2 separate regions of the Mus musculus genome follow, and region 2 is linked to region 1. Evidence: chromatin contacts called from public Hi-C data. All regions are on one chromosome and are shown on one strand. Each heading gives the region's core, a stretch centred on a gene start, on an enhancer-like site or on the middle of the called end of the contact. The rest is flanking DNA. Distances are from core to core; before and after follow the strand shown. Region 1 holds the start of Kcnk9 (potassium channel, subfamily K, member 9). Region 2 overlaps Trappc9 (trafficking protein particle complex 9).

Region 1 (5,688 bases), core at 2,809-5,308:
GTAAATGTATGTATATATGTATGTATGTTTGTGTGTATACCTATACATGTGTATCTGCATGCATATGACTGTATATATGAATGTATCTGTAACTGTGTGTCTGACTACAAGTGTGTGCTTGCATGTATGCAAATGTGCATGCAAGTAGGTATGTTTATTTATGTATGTATGTGTTTATGTACATGTACATGTGTATGTATGCATTGAGTGTGTATATATGCAAGTGCATACATATGTGCATGCATGTGAGAGTGTGTGTGTCTGTCTGTGCATGTGTGTAAATGTATGTATGCATGCATATGAATATGCATGAGAATGTGGATGTATGTATGTGTATGTGAGCACACGTATGTACTTGTGTGTGTTTTCAACCTTTCAAAAATCAGTAAAAAACCCAATAAAAGAAATTAGAGAAATCATCATTTTCCTCTTTCCCAAGTGGCCCTGATCCTGTACTGATGGCAGCATCCTTCTCTAGGGGCCAGGACAGCAGTTGCACTTGCTCCTCTTCTGTCTACACCATTTTCTTTGGAGTTTCAAACATTGGACGCTTATGTCCAGAACTGCCAGTCATATCAATGGTTAGTGCAAGCTACCTCAAGCTCAATTACTGTTTTGTTCTATTTGGTTTTTTAAGAAATGTGGCAACATGACAACGCTTGTTTTTAACAAACCCAGCCCTCTCACAGTGTCGCCCACCTCTATGGAGTAGTCAACAGTTTTCTATGCTGATTTTGCCACAGGGAACTAGCCTGAAAACCAAAGTCTCTGTTCCAGACCTAGATCACAAAAGGCACGTTAAGGGCACCATGAGATTTCTCACCCCTCTCTCTCTGTCACAGGCAATATTCTCGCCTTCCAGAAAATATACCTGTCCCCAGAACACATCCATATATCACCACCACAGTTCAAAGACAGAAATGATGCAGTGACCAGTGGCCTCTCTTCCAACCTGGAAATGCCACAGGGTGGGGGTGGGGGCTTTGGGGCCAGCAGGGCCAGCATGTCCTTTATGTTATATGAGTAACATAAAGGGGATGCCTTTTCCCCCAGACATGAAAACTTACACTGATTTAGTGCATATTTAAATAAAGCAACCCTCAAAAAGTCTTTCAAACAAGAAGGAAAGACAGGTTGTCCCAGGCTGGTGCTTCCTGTTGCATATGGCTGGCACCCTCAAATCCTCTGTACCCACCCCCTACCCCAACAGCACAGAGCTTTTCAGATTTAAAAAAAATTGTTTTAATTAAAAATGCATGGGAAAATTCGAGGGGAGATCCAGAAAAGGAAATAAGTGAAGAGGGTTTTTTATCAGGACACAGGGGCACACATTTGAGTCCACATTCTGATTCTCACAGATCCAAAGAGATGGACCAAGGTATTGTGCCAAGACAGGGCAAATGACCAGCCAGAGACACCATTCTGCCTCCTGCCAGAAGGGTATTTACCACACCCCCTGGGATAAAGTCTGGCCTTCCCATTCCCACAGGTTTCCATGTGCAAATCCAGGGGTGTCTCCCAACCACCAGCTTCAGTGGGAATGCAGTCATAGGGATCCATCCACCAGAGATTGATCTCTGAACCGTAACCTGTGTGAATCAGGGAAGCTACATACAGGCAGTCTCATCTTGTACTAGATGGACTCTTTCCCAGAAAGGGTTAAACTCCCCCAGTTTTCAAACAACACCCAGACTCCTCTGGTCCGCAGTCCCAGTCCACAAGGGCAAACAAGCACTGCCACATCCAACCCACCAGGACCGCATTGCAGGTCACCTGCTGCCACCCCCACCCCAACCATAGAAGAGAAAACTCTTCTCTCAGGACCTAACACTCTCAGCAACCCAAAAGAAGGATATTGGGTGCTGAAATCTCAAAAGGTCCCCAGGTGAGGAAGGACCAGTACCACCCCCTCCTACATACAGCTCTATAAACAACCTCCTGTCACCTTAATGTCCCACCAGCTTTGTCCCAAATTCCCCAAGAGATAGTAAGTTTAAGGCTTGGAACCCACTCAGGGAAGCGCAGCCAACACTGGGGCGTTAGGTGGGTGGGTGTTCGGCTGTGGGATTATTCTTAGCGCTCCACTCTTCGCAAAAGTGGCGCCTCCACCCTCAAGACAACAGCACTGACTCTGAGAGTTCCCAAGCCTGGCCCAAACACCAGAGCAGTCTGGGGCACCAGATAGGGTCCCCTGGAAGAGTGAGGTCATGCCCCTGAGGGATGAGACACTGAAACAGGGTCTGTCTTAAACCTGGGAAGCCCCCACCCCCACCTCAGCATTGCTTCGTGTGCGCTACATCTCCTAGACCCCTCCCGTGTCTCCCTCGAGCCCGGTGGCGGCACACCCATTCCTTACCGATAGTTGTGATGACAGTGATGGCGAAGTAGAAGGAACCGGCGAATTTCCACTGGACACCAGCGCGGTGGGGCTCAGACTGCAGGATTACCAGCTCCAGCTGCTGGTAGTCATCGGAGCTGATGTTGTACTTGCCTCTGAGACGGACTTCTTCGGCTTTAAGTTTCTCCTCCTCGCGCATCTCATGGTCCGACTCGAGGGCGTCGAACACCGCGGCACCGACCAGCAGGTAGGTGAAGGTACAGGCGATCAAGGACAGGGTACGCACGTTCTGCCGCTTCATGGCCGCGAAGAAGGAGATGCTAAAGGGAAGTTGGACCAGACCACGAGAATCCCAATGCAGCGCGGCGCTGACCAAGCCTCCTCTACGATGGAGTCGAAGTTGCAAGCGGTGGTAGCAGCAGATGCCACAGCTGATGTTGGAAATTTCGGTCTCCTCTTGGGCATCATCACTTTCACGAACTTCACCACCACCTGAAGGCTGAGGGGTCTCCCCGGGTGCCGCGGGCTCCTGGGACTCAACGACCTCACCGGGCTCCCCGGACTCTGCGGATTCTGCGGGACCAGCGGACGCCCCGGGCTCGGCAGGCTCGGCTTCCTCTGCGGGCGCAGCGGGTTCCGCGGGCGCAGCGGGTTCCGCGGGCGCAGCGGGTTCCGCCGGCTCAGCGGGTTCCGCGGGCTCAGCGGGTTCCGCGGGCTCAGCGGGTTCCGCGGGCGCAGCGGGTTCCGCGGGCGCAGCGGGTTCCGTGGGCGCAGCGGGTTCCGCCGGCGCAGCGGGTTCCGCGGGCACAGCGGGCTCTTCGGGAGCACCCAGTGCAACGGATTCCGCGTACACAGGGGGGTCCGCGGGCGTGGTGATCACCACCGGGGCGCGCGAAATGGTGGACATGTTGATGACATTGCTTTGGCGCGGAGGCCAGCGATCCTGAACCCGGGACACCCTATGCCAGGCCTGGGTCAAGCGGTTTGCCCCAGTGCGGATGGTTGTGCGGATGGATGGCCCAAGCTCGTTCCGCGCGGGCTGTCTGGTCCTGGGCACCTCGCCCCTCGAGCCTGCGGGCTCGGTTGGGGCAGGATCGGTAGCCGGGACAGAGGGAGACCCGGGGAGGGGTTCCCCATCCCTGATGCGTTCCCCGGCTAGCGGGGCCCAGCTAATCGCCTCCAGTGTGGCGGTTGCCCCGCGGGGACCTGCTTCTCCCTCTAGCTTTCTTCACCCCCTTTGGGTTGGGGGAAATAGAAAGTTTGCTAAGTGAAGGAGTCTCTAGAATCCCTGCAAGCAGGGATAAAGTCTATCTAGCAGGGGCAACGGGCGAGGAAACCCGATGCCCCAAGATCCGAAAGCCCCGTGCCCACCTGGGCGCGCGGGGCACGCGGGGTGCCCGCCGCGCGACAGCCGATCTGCGAAGTTTGTTCTGCTCAGCCTCTGAAGCTCAGGAACACGACGAAGCCCAAGACAGGAGCCGCGACGGAGCTACCTCGGGGACGAAGAGGGAACTGCGCGGCAGCGGCCGGCCAGCCAGCTCCTCGCCGGGTGGCGGGCGAGGTGGCGGCGGCGGCGGGAGGGGTCCCGCAGCCCTGGAGGAACTGAAGGGTAGGGATGGGGACAGGCAAAGGCGCATCAGCTGCCCGAGGATCCTAAGACTCTGGCGTCCAGGAGTCCAGAGAGGCAGCCGCCGCTCTGGTCTGCCTGAGGCGCTGTGCGTGCGCGCCGGAGGGAGCCCGAGTGTATGTATTCGCGGGTGTGCGTGCGCGCGTGTTTGCGTTTGACGGCCCCGCTCCGGCGGGAGGGAGGGGGGCAGGCTACTCCGAGGACCGGCTTCCCTCCCTCCTCTCTTTTCTCCCTCCCTCCCTCCCTCCTGCAGCCTCTGGGTCGCGCCACCTCCCGCCTGGTCCCCAGCCAGCTGGTGAGGCGGCAGTGGCAGCTCCTGCAGCAGACCTGGTACTGCGCAGGGTGCACATGAAGGAGCCCAGGAGTGATGGCCAGAGAGAGAGAAAAGGAAAGGGGTTGAACTAGGTGCTGCTAGGGTTCGGGGATGGGAGGCCAGCTGCTAGAGGGTTTGAGATGGGGATGAAGTGGCTTCCTTCTGAAAAAGTACTGCTCCCCTAAGAGCGCACCCAACCTTGGCAAAGTGAAGAGAGAGTTTGAGGGCCCTGCAGCTGGGGATGAAAAACGAATTTGACCAGTGGAGACAGATTAACCTTTTATGGGGGAAAACAACAACAACAACAAAAACCGGGAGAGTTGGAAATAGAAAAGGAAGGGGCTATGAGCCCTGGAGAGTGCAACAGCAGTGGCCACACGCTCCCCCTTGTAACACACACACACACACACACACACACACACACACACACACGTCCAGCTGCAGCAGCCACCTGGCTCAGCAGCGCCCTACTGGATACTGCCTTCTAGATTGTTGGGGTTTTGACAGCCACCTTAGTTCGGATAGTGGCTGTGTCCCGGGTGGTCTTGCACCTGCTACCCCCCTTCCCCGCTACTTTTCCCTAGAGATCTCGCAGACCACCACTTTTAAGAGTTACACCTCAAGAAAGGATGGACAGGAATTCTCATTTCCCCTCTCCAGCAGTAGCCTCCCCGCCCCCACCCCCCATCCCCACTTCCCCCAGTGCGCGCGCTTCTTCACTGTTCATTTCTTGATTCCTCTGCTGAGGAGCAGAGTGCAGGAACTTCCCCCCCCCCCGCGCGCGCTCCCCCGGCGAGGCACCCTCCAGGTTAAGGCTTGGAAATAGAACAGGAGGATCTGGCCAGGGAGCTACTAGCCTTTGAGTTTAAGGAAGAAGCCAGGATTCCTGTTTAGGTCTTCTGGGTTCCCCACCCACCCATCCTCTTTAGGTTGCCCAGAGGTTTTCTTGCTCACAAAGCTCCCCTAGAGCAGTGCTGCTGCGGACTGGGACAGACAGAATCACGCTTTTGAGACCCCGGGCTTTGGTTTCCTCGACCAGGCTATCTTCTCTGTCCCTAGCCATGGACGCTGATGAAGAGATCTGGTGACCACCAAGCAACAGCTAAAAGGCGGGAGCTAGAAGCTGTCCATGGAGATAGGAGCAGCCTGTGAATCGTCCCCAGCTGTTGAAAGAGTTCGGAGACTTAGAAACCCTGTGTTCTTCAGCTTCCTAGACCATGCCCCAGCCTCTGTCTACCCAGACGCATAGCCCGATGGACTAGGGGCTTCATGTATGCTCCCAGGTAAAATTTAAAGGATCATGAGTGCACCACAGGGCAGGGGCATCGGGCGCTGTGAGCTATTCCTGAACAGTCAAGTCTCCGTGTGGTCTTCCTGGTACCCGGATGGGGAGCTCCACCTGATCAGGTG
Region 2 (5,788 bases), core at 67-2,566, 120 kb after region 1:
AGCTATAGCTAGCTGGTGGTCTTGCAGGTCCATGCATGCTCATCCAAGGGGACTGATACTTTGTTCAGTTCCTTCACAAGTTTCCAAGCACCTGGCAAAGAAAGCATCATTCACTGCTCCTCACACTGAAGTGCACAATGCTTCTTACAGAAGGCCAGTAAAACATATATATGCATGAGAGAGCTTTTCCCTCCCCCCTGAGAGCGAGAGAGAGTGCGAGGGAGGGAGGGAGGGAGGGAGGGAGGGAGGGAGGGAGGGAGGGAGAAAGAGAATGAATGAATGTGTAAAGGGGCTAATAGTGGCCATAAACAATCCAGAATACAGTCCATCATTTTATAATGTGAACCAGGGTAGGCTCTCAGGAATATGCATAGATCTGTTATTATATATAAATATATATTCAAAAAAATCTCTGTGTGCACAGAGCTCAAGTTGGATCACTTCCTATATATAGCGGACAAATATATAGATACTGCTCTCTATGTAAATATGCATATATATATATGTTTATTTCCCAGACCCTGAAATAGAAGCCTGTATACTTGAATGGATCACAGTGCTTAAAAATGCTCCTGAGCTGTGTACCTCATGCTCGAATCTGAGAGCATTGTTTCCTCTCTGTTTCGCCTTGGCAGCTTCCCCTGGCGGCTTTCCTGATGCTGGGTGATGTCACTTCAAAAGCCAAAGCCCCACTGCGGGTTTACTGTCTAGACAGGCTGTGCGGGCAAGCCCAGAGGCAGATCCGTTCGGTACACAGTGTCCTGCAGATATCAGGAGTTGAGTGATAATGTCCTGAAGGCTTCTGCAATGGTCAGTTCACGGTGGGTAACCCGAGGCCCCCTGTTTCAGCGTCACGGCAGCTGGGCCCCCAGCCTAAGTCACACGGTGGTGCTAGGTGGCCTTTTGGAATCTGGACCACACAGCTTTCCCCTGGAGCGTGTCGCTGCATTCTGAGCCGTGCCGCAGATGTTAGAGCTACAGCTCCCCTCTTCTGCTTCAGGGCTGCATTGTGTTCCCTAACACAACAACAGGACTTCCTGAGACATCAGGGGGTACAGGATGACTCTTTGCCATGGATGGGTTTTGCTTACAATTATCTGGTGGGTCAAGCGTGTGTTCTGGGTTACATCCCAGCATGTGTCTATTCAATAAGTATCATCAGGGGGGATACCATGAGGATGGTCATTTCTGGAGCTAAGCGACATGCCCTGTGGCCTATGCTTTGATAAATCTCACAGTCCCTGAGGCAGAACCAGCAGGCTCCTTCCAAAGAGCAAAAACAGGCCAGGGGGTGAGGAGGCTTTTCTGGGTCATCCTGTTGAGACATACCTCAGCCATCTGCTGTTCCAGCTTGCTTCGCTCTGGCTTGGCACCAATGTCCACTATCCTGGAGGTTCTGGGACCTTGTCCAGAAGATGGCCTGGTGCTCTCATTTTCCTGGTCCTCCTTGAACCTTTCTGCTCTTTCCTGCTAGGCACACCAGACCCCAATGACACGGGAGGCCTTTGCCCATCCTCTTTGGAAATCAAGCCGTCACTCAAATGACCTGGTACCTGCACTCTCATCAGCTACGCATAGCAAATGAAGCCAGAGGATTGAGAGTGAAGCAGACCCCTGAGGCTTAAGCCAGCAGTGGCGTTTGACTGATGACTCCCAGGCTGTATATGTGTGTACCACTCACAGCCGTGATAATGGCTTGAAAGAGATCACAAACTTACTTAAGAGGGGCTTTTTAATTGTTTTTGAACTTTGAAGATGACAGTGTTGTGTTGTGATGTCCAAAATTGGACATAACTGGTGCTGAGTGTCCATCTCAGTGGTGATTACTATCGATGACGATGATGATGATGATGATGATGACGACAACGATGATGATGATGGTTAACTATGGTGCTGGGGGTTGAACCCAGGGCCTCACACATGCTAGGAAGGCACTCTGTCCTCTTCCACACATGACCTCAGTCACTGTCCAGTTCTGTAGTGGCCACCTTGGCTACTCAGGTGACTAAGCCAGTCACCACTACAACCCCACCTCCTGACCCAGCACTTTGACTCTTCATAACTAGTCCCAAATCAGTGTCCCTCAGAGAGACAGGAGCTCCCAAGGGCTTTTTTGCAGTTCCGTATCATCGTTGTCCTAGAATAAACTGAGTCACCCTTCACCACAAGAAAGAGCGATGCACAACACGTCTGACAAGCCTGGGTTGTGTAAGTCACTGGTTTTAGGAGGATTCTTTGCTATGTCAGTGAACTGGCTGACCCAATCACTTACTGGTTTGCAAGGGCACACTACCATCTACACTTTCACTAGTCACGGCATGGTGACTCTTTTGACTCTGTTTACCCAACTGTCCATCTATCTGCTCAGCTGTACATCAGTCCAGCCAGCCGGCTGGACAGCTATGGACTCTCTCTTCCCACCTATCTTTCTTATGAAGGCTTCATCCCATGCCCAGAGCCATCCCACAAAACTGAGTTTGAAAGAGATCATGCTGGGAGACAATTCACAGCTCTCTGCCCACAGGCCTCCATGAGGGACTTCCAGGGAAAATCGTGGTAGAGAAAATGCAAAACGCCCATGGACTTAGCCCCAGCTAGCTGGTGATACTCTGGACACTTGTCTGGTGCCTCCCCAGAGCCTGGTCTCTTGGATCGTAGAGGAACTTGTACGGGAATGGGATCAATTCTGATGAGAGATGTGACCGGAACCCTGTGTGCGCAGAAGCATGCCATGGCCAGGGAACCCCACACGGCGGCATCTGAACTTGACCTTACTCAAACTGAAACAACTGCATCTCCCTGACTCCTCCTCTTCTCACATAAACGGGTCTGCTTTCAGCAGGAACTCAGGAGATCAGGGAGCCCACAGATGCCCCTGCCCCTGCTCCAGACACCATGTAAGAGTGACACATGAGTAGCTGCTTTCCTAGGAGGCAGGGCTCTGGTCCAGCCGTGCACAGCTAGTTACTGATCCCTCAGAGAAAGCCTAGGCAGAGGGACGATGTGGGTACACGGACGCAGCTTGAGAAGGCTGCAGAGTACCATGCAACCAAACAGGAATGCTCGGTGAGGAAATTAGTCAGGAAGAGAAAGGACTTCCCGTGGACTTTGTTGGAAACATTACACTTGATGATCTTTAGCGCGTATGTGGTGGCTGCACAGAACGACTTCTGTTAACTGAGCTGGCACCCAAAGGAGATTGAGAGTCATTAGGCTGCGAACAGCACGGTTGCCTAGAGGAAGCTGGCTGGACTGTGTCCAGGAATGGGATGGTGGCTTTTGGTTAAGAGGCAGGCTATGCTTTCCTCAGATGTTCTTGGAGGGTCTGCCTTGCAAGGTACTAGGAAACAGAGACTACCCCTGAGGTAGGACCCCTGACCCCACCATGCCAAGGTCTGCCATCTTTCACTGTATGGCAAACTCCTTACAGAATGGCAAGGAAGCAGTGAATTCTCCATCAGTGCCCTCTGTCTTCTTTGGCTCTGGTTCTGCACTTACAGACTTGCTGCTTGCTCATAGGAACCCTACATTCATGGGATGGAGAATAGAGTGTAGTTGATGGCCCTCACCTGGAGCTGCAGAGGCACTGATGGTAATTATGAGAATGGCACCCAACACTGCAGGCCATCAACTGGACATTTACCCGTCACCAAGAAGCATGACCCACAGACAAAGGTGCCTGGCCCTCTGGGGTGGGATGGTCAATCTCATTTCCATGAAATTCACCAGTAACCTAGGGTCGGCTAGGAACTCCAGTGGTAGGTATGAGGTGGTGATAAATATCACGCAAGCGTAAATTCATCACTTGTGCAGCAGAGCGCTCCATGGCTGGGATGCGGGGAGAGAAAGCTGCAAGCTGAGTTTCTCCTGGCCGAGCAGAGGAAGCTAGTCCCTCCTCCGAGCTGCTGTGTGAGCTGCCAACCAGGCCACACATTGTTCTTCTGGCTTCATAATTGGTCTCAGCAAATGACTCTGAGTCTGGGCTTCCTCGGGAGTAGACACTTGTGGGAAGCCTCTGGCCCCCAGGCCAGCTGTGTTCTACTTTTTCCTTATTTAGCACCTACTATGAGGTCCCTGCGGCAGGAGTAGAGATCTCTAAATCACCTGGCCTCCTGGGAACCAGGAGGATACCTGTGTTAGGGTCCCCATGAGACTGCAAGTGGAGGATGGCTAATTGTCACTCAGAAGCACTGTCTAAATCCTTTTTGTTGTTGTTGTTGTTAAGAAAGAGCTAGAAAATGCAGCTCTCTGACTGTGGGACCTGTGACCCCTCTCTCAGTCACGACAGGGCACAATTCAGTAGCTTACACATTTATCTGCTATGCAGAGAAGAGAAACCAGGAGGAAGAGGGCAGACTGGCTCCTGCTGGGTCAGCAGCAGAGGGCACAGAGCAGGCTTCAGGAAATACTTGCAGGACAGGTAAGCAAGCAAGGAATGAATAAACAGTGGATCAATGGAACAGGGCTGCAACCCCTCTACTCCCCACAGATGCAAAGATCTAAGGCCTGAAAGCAAGTGCTGTGGCCATTTCCTAAGCCAGTAGTGGTCAGGAAGCTGTGGTGGGTGAGGCCTACATTATGGGGAAGGGGTGCAGGGCACCCCATGTCATTCTGACGATGGAAGGAGAAAAGGCAGAAGTCCACTATAGATGGGAGCTAGAAGATCACAGTAGGCAGGCCACATTACAGAGGATGCAACGGACTCTTGTTTTGGCTTTGGAGCTTTTAAATTTTCATTTGTAGATAAAGAGACAAGTTCAAGATTTTACACTGTCTGCAACATGTGATGGTTACATGTGCATGTGCACACCTGTAATTACATGTACCTATAATGCACAGAGGGTGTTTATGTGTAGTTCTAGTTCTCAGAAGGAGTGGGTTCGCTGCAAGATCTGGCCAAATGCATCATGGGAGCTAGGATGGCAAGTGGATCTGACCAAGCTTCACATGCAAGCATGGTACAGGAGGAAACTCATGTCCCAACCTGATGCCAGGCCCTGGGAAGATTTTACAAGGAGTCCTGGGTACAGACACCTCTGCCAGCTGAGCGCTCCCGACACACCAGAACTTTGTCCTCTTTCCACACGGCTTTGGAATCTCCAGAGCTGTGGTCCTCTCTTGGTGTCAGAATCCGCAGGGCTGGCACTGCTCCAGGCCTCAGCTAACAGATGCCACCCTAACAATGTCTTTATGGAGTGGGAACTAGGAGCTGCGCCCTGACAGGCCCACTCTACCCTAGCCCATAACAGACCTGCCCAACCCCTCTGTGTCCTTAAATATTCTCTGAGATGACCTAGGCGATACTTGTCAGGGCCTGTGCAAAGCACTCCTCAGCAAAGGGGAAACATTCCAAAACACTCACAAGGGTCCTGGATCCTCTCCCTCCCTGCTGTGTGCTTCTGTGAGGGATTGCAAGACCTCTGGGCCCAAGGAGGAGACCGAGGGTAGCAGCAGTTAGAGCGGCCACCCTATAAAGAGCACCAGCATTATGATCATGCCAGGCATGGCACCACTGTCACACAAACACACACACACACACACACACACACACACACACAGCCATTAGTGTTCATCTCTTTCACAGGTCTCACACACTTGACAGTCACCTCTAGCTAGGTCCAAGCCTGTGGCAGTGACAGGGACTCCAAAAGACTCAGCAAAGAGGGTGCCAAATGAACACAGAAGCTAGCACCAAACTTCCTGGAACCCACCTGGGATGCATGCTGACCCACAGACACCCCGAGAAAACACCCCTGCCTGACTATCCACCTTCTCAATCTGAAACAAA

Evidence for each region. Hi-C and Micro-C count contacts between places; a contact is called where the count stands out from the background.
Region 2: a Hi-C map of cerebellar granule neurons shows a contact between it and region 1, with 3 times the contacts expected there. The contact joins the enhancer-like site here to the promoter of Kcnk9 in region 1. A contact is called at or near these places in 4 of 39 promoter capture datasets (the HPC-7 cell line, cranial neural crest, hippocampal neurons and 1 more), 7 of 484 Hi-C or Micro-C datasets (the N1E-115 cell line, brain, cerebellar granule neurons and 2 more) and 1 of 9 other capture datasets (liver).

What each region holds. Positions count from the first base shown.
Region 1 is chr15:72,543,641-72,549,328 of GRCm38.p6, forward strand. It overlaps Kcnk9 (potassium channel, subfamily K, member 9), which reads right to left and starts at 4,059. Exons shown (of 2, transcript NM_001033876.2): 1 at 2,357-4,059. The coding sequence starts at 2,639.
Region 2 is chr15:72,667,750-72,673,537 of GRCm38.p6, forward strand. All of the region lies in intron 20 of Trappc9 (trafficking protein particle complex 9), which reads right to left. Among named protein-coding and RNA genes, the nearest start is that of Kcnk9, 120 kb to the left of the region's middle. Within about 2 kb of position 1,317, at least 5 of the 459 cell types and tissues checked have an H3K27ac peak or open chromatin away from gene starts, as enhancers often do. A contact at or near this core is called in cerebellar granule neurons and cerebellum, where this site is marked.